Regions from separate parts of the Anser cygnoides genome. Here region 2 is linked to region 1. Evidence: chromatin contacts called from public Hi-C data. All regions are on one chromosome and are shown on one strand. Each heading gives the region's core, a stretch centred on a gene start, on an enhancer-like site or on the middle of the called end of the contact. The rest is flanking DNA. Distances are from core to core; before and after follow the strand shown. Region 1 holds the start of EPS8L2 (EPS8 signaling adaptor L2). Region 2 overlaps GATD1 (glutamine amidotransferase class 1 domain containing 1).

Region 1 (7,242 bases), core at 2,109-4,608:
CTCTGTGCTGTACCAACAAAGACCAAAGTGATTTAGGCCCTGACCTCAGAGCATTTCTTTAACCAGCAACTTCCTTTCCAAACTGTTCCCACTGCTCAGAGAAGCTAGAGCACAGCATAGTAAAGCCATTGATGACATTTGCCAGACATAAGATTGCTGGAGCTTTTAATTATGAGGCCCAGCCCTTCTGAAACAGGATGAGCAAGTTGGATGAAAATGGCATTAAAAATTTAGAGGAACACATATTTTGAGGAGCTGGGTTTGGGTGTTGTTTACTCTGCAAGGAAGAAGTCTTTGTTCTCAAGCCATCAGAGGGGTGTCTGCCGCCAACCTGATTTAAAAGGCTGATCCCGAGAAGCAAGTCGGCCTCCTGGCATTTCACGCTCAGATATTTTGAGAGATGGGGCTTTATTGGTCCAAAGCTTTTCTGCCTTTTCCGTGTTCCACAGCAGGCAGAGACAACATACAGGCCAAAATGCAACCGAAGTGCTGCATTCCTGCGGTGACAGCTGCCTTCATCCCAGTTTTGAATGTCTTTGAGCCGTGGAAGAAGGAGAGAGGCTGAGGATGTGCGCTCCTCCGGCTCTGCGTGTGGGAACCAAGCGAGCTGGTGTGCAGGCACTGCCACTGTGCAGCAGGGTAACTCCCCGTCTGGCTTATTGCCTCTGCCCCACTTTGACCAGCACCAGATGTTGCAAGGAAGCTGTATTAAGCTCAGTTGTGGTTTTCTTTCCTGCCCAGAAGTTCCCTCCTCTGCTCAGCAGTCAGATTCCCTACGGGGCATGGCACCTCACGGTAGCCCGCTGTGCCTATTTTCCTAATGAACGCAGAGCCGAAACTGCCAGATAACAAGCAGTTAGTGCCTGAAACATTAAATAGCTTCTCCAACAATACCCTTCCAACTACCTGTTTGCATCCCGGGAAAGTGAGCCCAGCCCAGCGGTCCCACTGGAACGCCCCAGTGGCAGCTGACGCATTTTTAGCGGTAAGGCTCTCTTGCACAAAATCTTTCAGCTGCAAGGCCTGCCAGGACATTCCCACCGTGTTTTCCTGCTGTTGGAACCGATATCCCTTCCCCTCCTGGGTGGTGTGGTTGGCAGTCTCCAAATGCTGCTTCTCCCAAGGCCGGCTGTGTTTGCATGCACAGAGATGCCCCCAGGATCACGCTGACACTGTGGCGAGGAGGATGACGGGGTGCTGGGTGGGTGTGTTACGCTCAGCAGCATCAGATCACATTTCCCCGCAGCGGAAGAGGTCATTCTCCTGCCAAAACCGAGCTGCTGATAATCTAAGCTGTCCTTTGGGGAGCTGGCTCTCCCCCTGCCCGTCCGGCTCACCCAGCAGCATTCCTCCCACGATAACTCACCAGGGGCGTTTCTGCCGCATGGCTTCGGCCGTGGGCCAGGCAGAGAGCTGAGCACGAGCCCCCGTGGTGCAGCTGGCACTGAGGAAACCACCACGACGGGGAGCTTGACAGGCACCGTGTTGAGGAGGCCGGGCTTCCTCCAGGCTCGCGTCTCGTGGTGGAAGCGTCTTTGTATTTCTCTGATCTCTGCTGGAGTTGCAGCTTCCTAGGGCCGGTGGCGGGTGGCGTCTATCATCCATGTGCCATGGGCTCATCACACACTGGAGGGCTGAGGGGGGTGTCTGTGATGCACGTCCACTTTAATAAAATCTTTTAATAAGCTCCATTTTTTCAAGATCCGCCAACCAGATGGATCACACACTACCACTGCCGTAACACCCATGAACTCAGCTGGTATTTTCCAGCTTAACGATCCTCAGCCCATGAGCTAATCCCATCAATTTAAAAAATGTTTAAAAACTAAGTCTTAAGACAGACGAAACTAGGCACTTTTTGAAAGAAATAATCTGCCCACACGAGAGACTGTTTCCCAGAGAGCAGCGTCCCTCCGAGCCCCAAACCACACACTCAGCAGCACAGAGCTTGCAGTAGGGCAGACCCCAGAGCACAACCCAAACATCCTCAATGTATTCTGGCAACAGAAGCCTTACCATCCTTTGAAATTTCCATCTGGTTTTTGGCGAGCAAGAGAGGAGCAGCAAGGGAAAATGAGAGGAGACTGAGGTTTGTTTTCTAAAGAAACCCTTTCAGAGAGCATGAGGGTAATGCATAGGGATGGCGAGAGCACTCGCCACAATGCAAGGAGCGATGCTCAAGTCCTACCTTGGTTCCTTACTGCCAGAAGCTGCTTTTGCTTTCAGAGTGTCTCTCCTGGTACCAGGTGAAAAGGGGCAATGCTCTGGCTCCTGCTGGTACAGACGATCTGGCTTGTACAGCCGCAGGGGAGTTCCGACACAGCACTGCAATAGTATGGGAATGCTCTGCACAATGGCCAAAATGGTCTTTTAGAGCTCATCCCCGCCAGAGCGCGTGGGCACACGTGTGTGAATAAAGGCAGGGTCCTGCCCGCAGCAGTCAACGGAGCAGAGCCCGCAACGAGCACCTCCAGCCGAGGAGCAATTCCTGCTCGGGTGGCACGGTGCCGCTACCAAAGCCTTGCCTGGTGCCAAAGGCCAGCAAGCCCTCAGCTCCCCCCTGTGCCACAGCAATTGCTCGTCTCAGTCCTCCCAAAGGTGGTTTAAGTAACCACAGCCCCCTTCCTGCCGTAACCCTCTGCCAAAGCTGCGTTTTGCCTCTGCCCAGTGCCAGGGGCTGAAACGTGGGGCAGAGACGTGGGGCAGAGCCCTGCTACCTCCCACCAGCTGAGGAGTTGGGGCAAGAAGAGGGGATTTATGGCCGTGCCACCCTGAGGGGCGCAGAGCTGTGCCATGCAGTACCCTGGTGGGGGCTCCTCTCCTCATCCCCCCACTGGTTTGGGGACGTGGGGTGAGAACTTTCTGCCCTCTTTGTCCACCTCGCGGCATCTTTCCCCGCTGCAGATGTCAGGGCAGAGGGAGCAGGCGAGAGCAAAACCGGAGGAAAACAACCAGCGGAGCTGCAGAGAAGGGCGCCAGGTTGCACAAAAGGTGCCTTGTTCCCCCCGCGAGGCGCTCAGGGCAGCGCGTCCCCTCCCTCGCTGCCTACGGAAAACCCAGCTGAAAACACTCCTTCATCACCCACCCCCCCCCCCCACTGCCTTCTACCTCCCGCTTGGGCACGAAATGTTCTCGGGCGGAAGAAACCTGAAGTTTTACACGTCCCCCTCGGGCAGCGCACGGCTCGGCTCTGGCTCCCCTTGGGCCAGGAGCGGGCGAAGGCCCCAGGTGCCCCCGCACCTCACGGGGATGCAGCCGCTGCGCCGGGGCCACCGGCTCCTGGTTATACAGTAACCTGTTGCTCCGGGTCCAGCTCCACCTCTCGCTGCCTCCACATCCCTCCCCTCCTCTCTCCTCTGCCAAGAAACCTCTGTCACCTGCTCTCAGACAACTGGGGCGAGTGGCACGGGGACGAAAGGGCAGAGCGAAGCCGGAGGCAGCGGGACCCCCGGGCTGGGGCACTGGGTGGGCTCTGCCTTGCTCTCCCCACCATCCTCTCGGCCGGGGCACTCGGCTCACGGACAGAGCACATCGCAGGGAGGCACAGGGAGCCGGGCTGCCGGAGAATGGCAGCAGGATTTCACTAGGAGGGCACGGCTAAGTGGGACAGGACATACAGGAGCCAAGGAGACTGCAGGAGACACCAGAGGCTTCTCGGCACCGGTGAGTCTCTCCTTTCAAACCCTAAAACTTTACATCCCCCCCCCCCCAATCCCCCAGTTTATCTGCTTCAAAAGTTTGGCTGATTCAGCCTCGGAGGGGGCGTGATCAGAGGGGGCTGTGGCTGGGATAACTGTAAATGTATAGTTTTATATCCTTTTTTTTAAATGTGAAAAAAAAAGTTATTTTTCTAGCATTATTTTTTTCTGGGTTTGTTTCCCGTTCTTGCACGTCCCCGGCAGGCCAGATCCAGTAGGTGGCACTTTCTTGGCAGCAAAATGTCCGTCCTGCACAGAACAGGATCTTTTTTTCGTTTCTAATGAAGCTCGGAGACAGTAGCTTTGAGCAGCTGTTTGTTTGCAAACCTTGGGGTTTCCTCCTTTTGGGATGTGCGTGGAGAGAATTTTTGCCGCTACCCACCGGGCTCCTCTGCGGGCTGCTGCTTTCGATGAGCTCTCCCTGCCCGTGACCTTGGCAGGATTCATTACCCTATTTCAGAATCAGGGGAAGGCTCGCTCTGAGCCACCCCATCCCCTCGCGTGACAGCTCGGGCTACCTGTGAGCTTTCATTCCTATTCCTGAGTCTGAGAGCTGCTCTCCTTCCCCTTTCACTTATTTGCCTGGAAAATGCCAGTGCAAACTCCACTGAGGACAAGGTTCAGGGACAAATGATTTGACTGACGTTATTTTTAAATATGAAGAATAACTCTGAGACAACACAGTAGTAAAATACAGTGATTGCCCTGCCACAATTAGGGCAGTGGAGGGGGTAACGCTTCTGGTGCTGGGCTGCTCTGAAACGCCGCATGAAGCGAGTGCTGTAACCGGGAGTAGATCTGTTGGTGGTCGTGTGGCCAAGAGCTACAGCACCGAGCTGCTTCTGTGGGCTCTGTCCCGAAAAAGGACTTTTTCTGGGTTAAAGTAATGACAGAGAGAGGCTCAGCCCCCCGCAGATGCACAGCAGCCGAAGGGGAGACCCACGCGGGGTTTTACCTGAGACTGTCGCATGCAGCGGGGCTCCTGGCTCTGTTTAGTCAAGTGACTGATTTTTGGGTTGACAAGGGAGAAAAATTAGTCATTAACACACATAAAGGGCAGAGGGATCATGGAGCCCTTTAAAACACAGCTGTGAAGAGGGAGTTGGGATCCACTGTGGGAACGTGTCTGTAAAGTGGCAAAGGTCATTGCTTCGCCCTATTAAAAACAAGGTTAAAAACTGGTGTTTGGGATAACACAAACAGATGGATTAACCCCCGGGCCTGCTGTTGGGCCTGGGTTGTATCTGCTCTTGGTTTCTGCTCCTGAAGTGTTAGGAAGCAAGGCTGGTCGGGGACCTCTTGCTCTCTTGGCTGGATCCCAGCCCTGCAGCACGCACAGGAATCTGCAGCCGGTCCGGCGCAGGATCCGCTGCGCTCTGCGGGGCAGGATGGGTTTGTCATGTAAGGAAAAAAGTTACAGGGGCTGGGTCTGTTTCTGGGCACCTGAAAAGAAGTTGAGCACCAGAGTCATTGATCAGGAGATTGGTAAAGACCCACGGAAGGGAACAGCTGTGAAAGAGCGCTGCTGCTGTGCGTGCACACATGCGTACTCCCCCCTTTGCTCAGTGTGATAAAGCAGTTTGCCAAGCTCGTGGACCTCAGCTTTCTGCCACTGTGCCTGTCACCTCCCAACAGCAGAGTGGGCAAACTCACCAGGACAGAGGTGAGCAGCCTGAAGGGGGAAATATCTCCTGGGCCATGGGCTCTGTATCAGGGGCAGAGAGCCTCTCTCCTTTGGTGCCCGCTTCTGTTGACTGCAAACAACTCACCATCAGCTGGAGTGACAAAGCCTGGCCCCGAGCCCAGCCATGTAGGTCCTCCAGGTTGTTGCTGCTGGGGCTCCATCCGACCAACTCCTCGTCTGCATGGACCGGGTGCTTGCCGAGCCGGATGGCAGCTCGCCCGCATGCATGCAGGTGCTTCGTGGAGAAGGCGCCGTCTGCGGTAGCATTAGCAGCAGCCACCATTTTGTAGGGTTGTCCTGCTGGGGCTGCCTGGCTTCAGGCAAGGGCATGAAGAGGCAGGGAGGGGTTGCACAGGAGGAACCCACACCAGCTAGCATCACTCCGGAGGAGTAACTGGGCTGTTCGTCCCAGCGAGGAGCCCCCGCTGAGATGGATGGCCTCAGGGCCAAGTCTGCAGATGTGTGCTGGCATCTGACCCTCCACCAGATAGCTTTGAATGTGCTGGAAAACAGAGAGCTTTTCGTAGGGCCACAGGGAATTCAGGCTGGAAGCATAACTTCATAGGGACAGCGATTCAGAAGAGACCCTAATGCGCTGAAGGACTTGGGAGGTTTCAGTCCTTCTGGTAGACAAAGAAAGGAGTGAAACAGGAAATATACGCATTGGCTTGTGTGGGCTTGAGAAACATCCATATAAATAAGTCTGGGTGCAAAGCCTGAGCGCGTGGGGGGAGCCTCGGAGTATTATTCCCCGAGGGCTGGGTCCTGGGGCGCTGCTTTGGAGCCATCTCCACCACACTCTCTTGCTTTCTCTCTCTTCCATGCCATGGTCTCGCTCTGCGTGCTGTCAGGGCAGGTTTGTGGTTTTGACGAGGACTCAGCCATCTTCTCCTTGTGCGGGGCTGATGTCTGGCCTCGTGTCTGTCTTACAAAACGGCAGTCAGCAGGTGTCTTTGCATGGCAATTAGCCTATGAGTTTGATGTCATTGGCAATAAAATTCATCACCTTCTAAAAATACTCGAGCCTCACCGGCCTTCCCTAGCGTGTCCCAGGCAGTGCACTGACTTTCTGGAGCAGCAGCGATGGCTTCCCGCGCTGCAATAAAGCCAGGCAGCAGGGTGTCTTGCGGTGAGCAGCAACGCGCACGCAGTACCGGGAAGGCCTGGCAGCGCTTGACTTTTCCAGCATGGCCTCCTGAACCACCCTGCTTTGGCCAAGGTTCAGCAGGTGCCCAGAAAAAAATACCTACCTGCCTACCCAGGAGGTATTCCAGCCTCCCACTCGAAGGGAGGGGAAGGGTGGTAGCTTCCAGAAATGTTGCCAAGAGGGACTCGAAGGGAGTGCCATGATCACGGAGAGACGATCCCATGCACTGCTGTCATTGAGCTGCTCCTGCGTGGACGGGGCCACTTCTGCACAACTGGGAGAGCTTTTCCTCTCCCAGGGAAGTGGGAGGTTTCCTTTTGACCTGGCTGGGGATGGCACTGCCTGCAAACTTGAAATACACGGTGCCACAGGAGGTTAACCAAAAAAGCTCTGGTGTTTTTATTTCCTGGTAGTTCAGATAAATCAGGAAGAATCACAATTAGGAAGGGTGTGTAGCTGGGAGCTGGACCAGTCTGGAGACCTTCCCCATTCATCTGCACTGCAGTTCCCCAGGAGAGCCCAGCCCGTGTTCCCATTCCCTGAATGCTCCCAAGGGTTTTATTGCGATGTGCTCACCACCACCGAGGTCCCACCAAGGAAGCAGACCAAAAGCTTCCCCAAAAGCTTGCCTTCTGGACAGTGGGCACACATGCTACCTTCCTCCACTGACCCTGTGTTCGTTCTGGGCTTGTTGTCACGAGGAAGGAGTCTGT
Region 2 (7,242 bases), core at 3,425-5,924, 89 kb after region 1:
TCTGACTGCAGGTCCATTTAGCTCAGCGTCCTGCCTCCAAACACGGCCAGTAGCTGCTGAGGAAGCTCCACAGAGCAAAGAGAACAACTTTGTGCTTTTCTTCCCGGTGGAAAAGGCAGTGGAGGACTGCTCCTTTGGGATCAGAAGACCTGCATTTCTTCTGAAATCAAAACTGAGCAGCAGGGCCTGCAGGTGACCCCACCAGGCTTGTGTGTGCTGTGTGGCCGCTGCACCGTCAGGGTGAGGGCTGTCAAGGGCCACGGCAGGCCCTGCTGCTCAGATTTGATTTCAGCATAATGGAACAAAGCTTATGATCTAACCTGTACAATTTTGGTTTTGCTTTACCCCTGGGGTCTAATTTATAGTCTGGGATCAGATGTGTTTGGATCATGCAGAGTACCTGCAAAGGGGTCTGTGACTTGTCTTGGGAAGTTCACACAATCGCAGCACCCTCCTGACAAAATTGCCTTAGGAGATGTAGCATTTCTAGAAAGCAGAGGGGACACTTGCCTTGCTACAATCTGCATCACCCAGTTTCAGCCTGATGCTCAGCCTGGCATCCCGTTGCACTGATGACCGGGGATGTCGTGCACAAGGAAGGAATTCAGCCTCATCTCTGCAGCGCCCTCGTAGCACAAGCACTGTTCCCTCATTCTCAGGGATACATGGCTCCAGTTTATATTGCTGGTGTTTGATCTAGGAGATCAAGGGGCCAGAGCAAACCCACAAGCAGACCGAAGGAGCTCCTCAAACTTAGGAGGCAGCACAGCTGTTTAAGTCTTACTCGATTGCCCAAGATGAGACATGAGCAACTTGAAAGAATTGGATACAATTTCGAGTTGGCCCTTGGCTTTACATAAAGAAAAAAGGCAAGGTGGAGAAAAATGGAGAAAAAGTGTTTAGCAACAGCCTGTTCCACGTGGGGATAAGTCCTAGCAAGGAAAGCATGGAGGGTAGCATTAATGAACGAGGCACCAGAAGATGACAACTGTTCAGGCTTTCATGAAAGGAAGGATTTCTAACTATGCCACCCTCATCCTCCTAAGAAAGGAAGGAGCATGGGGCAGCAGACCCTCTGGTTATAAATTAGTAGGGAGCCATGGGTACAGCTTGCTGCATATAGATTAATGTATAATCCAGCATTAACATGCATTTCACACTAGCGTAGCACTGGGTAGCGTCGCAGCTTTTTGCCTCTCTTTCAGCTGTATGCCACTTGCCCAGCCCAGGTACGCAGACTGGGAACTGACAAGAGGAAAGTAACATTTTTGTACTTGGTGTTTGGGGATGGAGCTTGCTGGTGGCAGAGGAGGAACGTGAAAGTTCGTGTGGAGCAGCACCACCACCTTGTGGGAGGCTGCAACATCCCAGGCAGTCCTTTCCACCGTTCAAACAGCAGCAACTAACCACTGAGCACAAATGCAGGGTTATCAACCTCCTCAGGTGTTTGCAGGTCTCTCATTTCATCCACGAGGCAGGGGTGGGGGGAAGCTTTTCCTCCCTCGAGACAGGCTGCTGCTGCTCCCAGTTTCTCTCAGTACCTCCTGTATTCTTTAAACACGGTTACAAGAGAGTACAAGAGAGCAGAGCTGTTGGAAAGAGGGCTGCTAGGTCCACGCAACTGACACAGTAAGCCAGTTCCTTTATTTTCAGCTTTCCAAGACAGCATTTCACTGGCCTAGCCACCAAGATGGACTAGAATATCCTCAATTTCTGATCTACTGTTAGAAAGTGCCCTATTCCCCCTTCTTACAAAGGGGAAACACCACTGTAAAATTTATCCGTCTCAGGGAGCAGACTAGTCAGCCCCTCACTCTCTGTATTGGCTCTTGAGATTAAAGAAGGAGACAACGCGAGCATTAAGGAAGAAAAGGTAGCCTCCCTTTAAGAGACTCTCTAAAAGGAGGCCAGTTTTTCTCATTTCATATTTCATTAGTCTACCTTCAGGGTGCAGGAACCGGCCCAATGCAAGCATAAAGTTGTGTTGATGCAGAGGGAGAGGGCAACCAACACCTGCATCATCATGACAGAGCAGATAGAAAGGCAGGCATGATCCGAGATGCCCCATTTCTATTTGTATTTTGTCTAGCTAGCACAGACCAAGAGCAATAGACTTGCCTGCCGTCCTTCCTCAGTAAAACACATTATTCTCAAGTCTTTGTCACCTTGTTCAGTGCCTCCTTTTGCAGCTCTGCTGTGCTCCGAGGACTGAATGCATCTGGCTGTTCCCAGGACAAGCAGAGGGATGCGCAGGAGAGAGATGTTCAGAGGAGTAACCCCAACTGCCTCAGCAGCAGCAGCTGGTAGAGAAAAAGGTGCTACTAGTGCATAAATCCTGTTACAAGTCCAGCTACAAGTTCAGATAGGGCTCTGCTCTCTATTTCTCAGCACAGAGTGCCGCAGACACCTGAGTTAATAGTCTGCTGAGAAGCATGTACCCTCTTTGAGAGGATTGAAGTGATTTACCCATGGTGTCACACGACAAACAGTGAGCAGTCTGGGTAAAAGACTTTCAAAGCCTCGGTCTGGTCCTTTATCCCTGAGATTGATCGTGCCTCAACAGCCCACAAGGGTAGGGGAGATTTATGGTTCAAGAAGAGCTCCTCCCTCCCTAGGTAGAATAGTCCTCTAATCCGAACTGTCAGCATTCAAGGATGAATTATTACACTATTGCTTCCTCCCCTGTGCTTTCCTCCAGTATAATAATTCTTTTTTCATCTTCACCAACAAAATAGCCAGCCACTGCAATGAACCTTTACCTAGAGCATTCAAGAAATCCCCGTGACCTGCAAATACAGATGGGAAGACAGCAGCAATTATTGCCCTGTTGTAGGCCTAACAAATAAAGGCTTTGGCAGTTTAAGGTTTGGCCTTAAGTTCAGCAAACAGACAGCAGAAGGGATGAGGTGGCTGCAGGAAGACACCTCCATTAATACAGTGCCAATGACCAGCTGCTGATCAGCACCTCAGCCAAGCCACTTGGTGGTATGGCCCTGCCAAGTGGTGGGCACCAAGGGTGCTGCTGCTGTTCCCTCCATCACACAGAAAGGGGAAGAGCAATTCACCTACAGGTCATAGTCAGATGCAGCCTTGCCTCATAAGGGTCCAAGACATCATGAAACACCCTGTTGGCCTTTCAACAGCCCACAGTAGTGTTCGGGGAAAAGGGAGTTATTAATATTACCCCTTTCTGAGCCACAAACTGCAGGATCATTCAAAGAGTGAAGACCTGAAAGCATCAGTTTGACTGAGCTTCCTGCTTGTTCTTCAGAAGCAGCAAGTGATCATTGCCTTCGCTAGGCAGCACAAAGCCAGAGCTAAGCACCTCTCCAGGAACCTTATCTCTGCACACCAGATGTAGTCCTCAGTTTGTGCTGTTAGTTGTTGCCCAAATCTATGCAAACACAAGATGAGGGACTAACTGCAGGATTCGCTCCAGCCAGAGACTGCAGGCTGTCTGCTGTCACTTCTCTTTTCATCTGTTTGTATTTCAAGGCAGACAAAGAAGTCATTTTAGAAGACTCCAACGAAAAGTTGTACAGTTCCTGTCTCTTCTCCACCACCGAGGTACCTTCCTTGTTACATTGTTTTCCTCCCCCTGCATCTGCTGTCTTCAGCAATCACTTACTCTGACCTTGGGAGACCTTTCAGAACTATGGATACAGCAGACCAGACAGGAAAGCTGCTCTCTTCGCCATGAAAAAAAACAGTTCTTACATTTGCAGAACACAGTTAATATGAATCTGAAGCAAGAAGTATGCTACAATCCTCCAAACCAGACATGCTGTTGCTTTTGTGGCCTGTACTTTAACCCCACTGCTTTTAAGCATCTTCAAAATAAGCAGACGTTACAAAAATGTACTGGAAACTTCCAGAATGAAGAACTAAATGAAAACACATCATGAAAAGTCACCAACTCTCTATGTATCTTCTTGATGAAGTAGATTATGAGTGCATTTAGTTGTTTGCACGTGGCACAAAAGTCAAATGATAGTAAGCAATAATTACGGATACTGCCTTCACGCTCTAATCCACTAACCCCAGCCCCCAACCCTCCCAAAAAAACATCAGGATAAGACTTTGCTGAATGCCTCTAGCATGACATTAAACAGCTACACATTTTCTACTTCAATTCTATCTTTCCCCCAGCTTTAGAAAAAAAAAAAAAAAAGCTCAGTTGGAAGGGACCTACAAAGATCATCCATGCCAACTGCCTGACCTCTTCAGGGCTACCCAAAACTTAAAGCATATTATTGAGGGCATCATCCAAAAACCTCTTGAACGCTTACAGGAATTACGCCTCTCTAGGAAGCCTGTTCCAGTGTTTGACCACTCTCATGGCAAAGAAATTTTGCTTCATATTCATCCTGACCAGCAGCTCCCTGTCCACCTCCACTCCTCAGAGAACTGCAGAGAGCAATGAGGTCTCCTCTGAGCCTCCTTTTATGCAGACTAGAGGACCCAAATGTCCTCAGAGGTCATGCCTTCTGACCCTATTACCAGCTTTGTTGCCCTCCTCTGCACGCTTTCAAGGACCTTAACATCTTTTTTAGATTGTGGAGCCCAGAAGCACACACACTGTTTATGGTGAGGCCATGCCACTGTTAAACACAGCAAAAAAAAATAATCTTTTTTCCCAATCCTTGGCTAAAATTGGTCACATGATTTATGTTCTCATACAATCATTGCTGCTAGTTGTTCACCATTTCTCAATGAAATCTCTGAAGATGACTATGCTATCCCACCACCCACATGACAGGGGTGTTTTAACAAAATCATTCTGTTTTACTAGAAGCTGAGCCACATCCACACAGCCAGGATCCTTCCTTCCTCACCATCCCCCACTAGAAAACTGTAGGCACAGAAGTACACACATCCCCTCTCCAGCCACTTTCTGCTGGATTGCATTGGGTCATGCAATTCTTCCTCTTTTCCAGAAGTAGCTTCAACACTAGCGACCGTTTAGATTGAAGAGTTGCACATGTGAAAGAATGAAAATAGACACCAACTCTTCCATGTTCTCGCAGGGCAAGAAGGAAGCATTGCAAAAATCTAAAGGGAATGTACTTTGTACTTTAGTGTACTTCCTGATATTGGCACAAACAAGGCAATTTCAACAGGTCCTGGCTGCTAGGAAAGAACATACAATGGAATTGATCAGAGCCTGCAGTGGCCTGAACACTGCTTCTTCACCTGGCAGCTTCTTGATGAGACTGGACAGAAATTTTCTTAAGAAAACAGGACACAGGGTAGTCACCAGTATTCCATTTTTACAGGTAAGCAATGAAAGGTGTAATGATTTTGGCAAAGGTGCATGGAAGCAGTCTGAAAGGTACCAGAGACATGTAGCTTCTCAGATTCTCCTGGAAAGATTTTACTTTGCAGCTGCAGTCATGGGCTAGATGCAGAGGAGCAAAGCTCTCATCTTAGGAGCCATGGAAGTTGCACGTACCTCCTCTAGGATCCTGAAAACCTGACTCCAGCCCCTGTTAAGTTCCCTACACAGAAGCTCAGGCAATCTATGGTGGGGAGCTTCACTTTTATTTAAATAAAATAGCTGGGGATAAGGTCTCCTGGCTGTAGCTTTGCAACGTTCAACACAAAATTACCTTAACTCCAAATACTTCTGCAATACAAATACAAAAAAAGTCTTCCACATCATTTCACCAGAGAGCCCACTGGAAATCCAGATGGAAATTATGTCCTGGCAGTGACAGAGGTTAAATCCCTGAGAAGGCTTGTCAGAAACAAAGACTTAAGCTACCAGATCTACAAATATTCTTATGCATATTCCTTTCCACGCTTAACTTCAAGTTACACCTGCTGCTCAGAAAGAAAAAACCAGGTTTGATCTGTTTGTTGCTCACAAGATGTGACCCATATTATCTACTACACTTTTTCCTTTGTCCATAAAATTCCAGCAACAACTGCAATGTACTTGCCTGAGAGAAAAATTTCAACCACTGAAAAGAACAAAAATGTAACACACCACAAAGCAGAACAGCTAACAGAAGACCATTTAAAAAATCAGCTGAGCTGACATTTTAAACCCATTAATGTGAACATACAAGGCAACAAAACAAGGACATGTTATGCCAACAGTAGCACTACAGCAAAGTGTCTTCAAACAAATGACTCTGCTTTATTCAGTTTAGCTATACATTTTGCATTCCATTCTAAGGATACATGAACATCACAGATATTTAAAGTTCGGACAGTAACTTTGTGACCTACCAACAGAAAGGTAAGAACACATGAAATTACATTTCACTGAAGCACTAGATGTAGACTTTTATATTTGAACCACAAATGCCAGATGATTCCCTAATGTCCAAGTGCTCTTTGGGGGTAGAATTACTAATTATCAGTATAATGCCAGCCTCGAGCAGGGTCTTCAGCTTCACCAAATCATACTCATGGCCATGGATTTTTTTTTTAAAAGATAGTTTCCCACAACTTTAAGTTAAGGGTCTAGAGAGAAGCAATAAAAAAAATGTAGTAACACAAATGCAAGGTGGTTTCATAATTGCTTCTGAAGTGTGATGCACTTCCAAGTTTTCTTATTCACAACCTTCATCCATTCAGTGTCTGCAAAACCTGACATTGCCACTTCAATGTCAGTCACTTCATAGTCCAGGATAGAAATTTAAAGACATGTTTTATCCAGTTAACAGGCAAGACAATCCTTAGCCTGCTGGCTCTTCATCCATTCTGTTTGCAAAGAGACCTGCTCTTTCATTTCTTGCTGAATAAAACATCCAAACATGACATGACTTGTTAGTCCACAGCCAGGAAGGGGCTTCTAACACCCTTTCACCTGAAGGAAAGAATATTTTTGTGGTTATTAAAAGTGTTCTGAGAAGATGGAAGAGTCAAACAGCTAAGCTCTTACCAAAGAATAGAAATCTGTTCATTTCCAGGATCCTACAATACAGCTAACTAAATGCTAATTTGCCAAAACATAAAAAAACCAGATGTTTCTCTTAACAGAAATATTTAGCAAAGCCTACTCTGTTTCATGCCACCAGCCTCGACGGATAGCTGTGTACTTCCCAACCCATTTTTAACTCTTTTTAAATACTCAAATGCCTTTTTTTTTTTTTTACCAAAAGACTTATCAGACTGAATAGACAGATCAAGCAAAGACAACATGCACTTCAGCAGCGAGAGGAAAAAGAATTGTCTGGGGGACAAGATTCCTGAAAGCAAAGGATGCTTTGACACTACCGGGTCGTGTTCTCA

Evidence for each region. Hi-C and Micro-C count contacts between places; a contact is called where the count stands out from the background.
Region 2: a contact with region 1 is called in a Hi-C map of liver, with 2.8 times the contacts expected there. The contact joins the enhancer-like site here to the promoter of EPS8L2 in region 1. A contact is called at or near these places in 2 of 7 Hi-C or Micro-C datasets (both in liver).

What each region holds. Positions count from the first base shown.
Region 1 is chr5:35,895,562-35,902,803 of Taihu_goose_T2T_genome, forward strand. EPS8L2 (EPS8 signaling adaptor L2) reads left to right here and starts at 3,359. Exons shown (of 21, transcript XM_013198373.3): 1 at 3,359-3,663.
Region 2 is chr5:35,983,362-35,990,603 of Taihu_goose_T2T_genome, forward strand. GATD1 (glutamine amidotransferase class 1 domain containing 1) reads right to left here. Exons shown (of 8, transcript XM_048065163.2): 8 at 6,119-6,817. The coding sequence ends at 6,814. Among named protein-coding and RNA genes, the nearest start is that of GATD1, 10 kb to the right of the region's middle. Within about 2 kb of position 4,675, at least 1 of the 3 cell types and tissues checked has open chromatin away from gene starts, as enhancers often do. A contact at or near this core is called in liver, where this site is marked.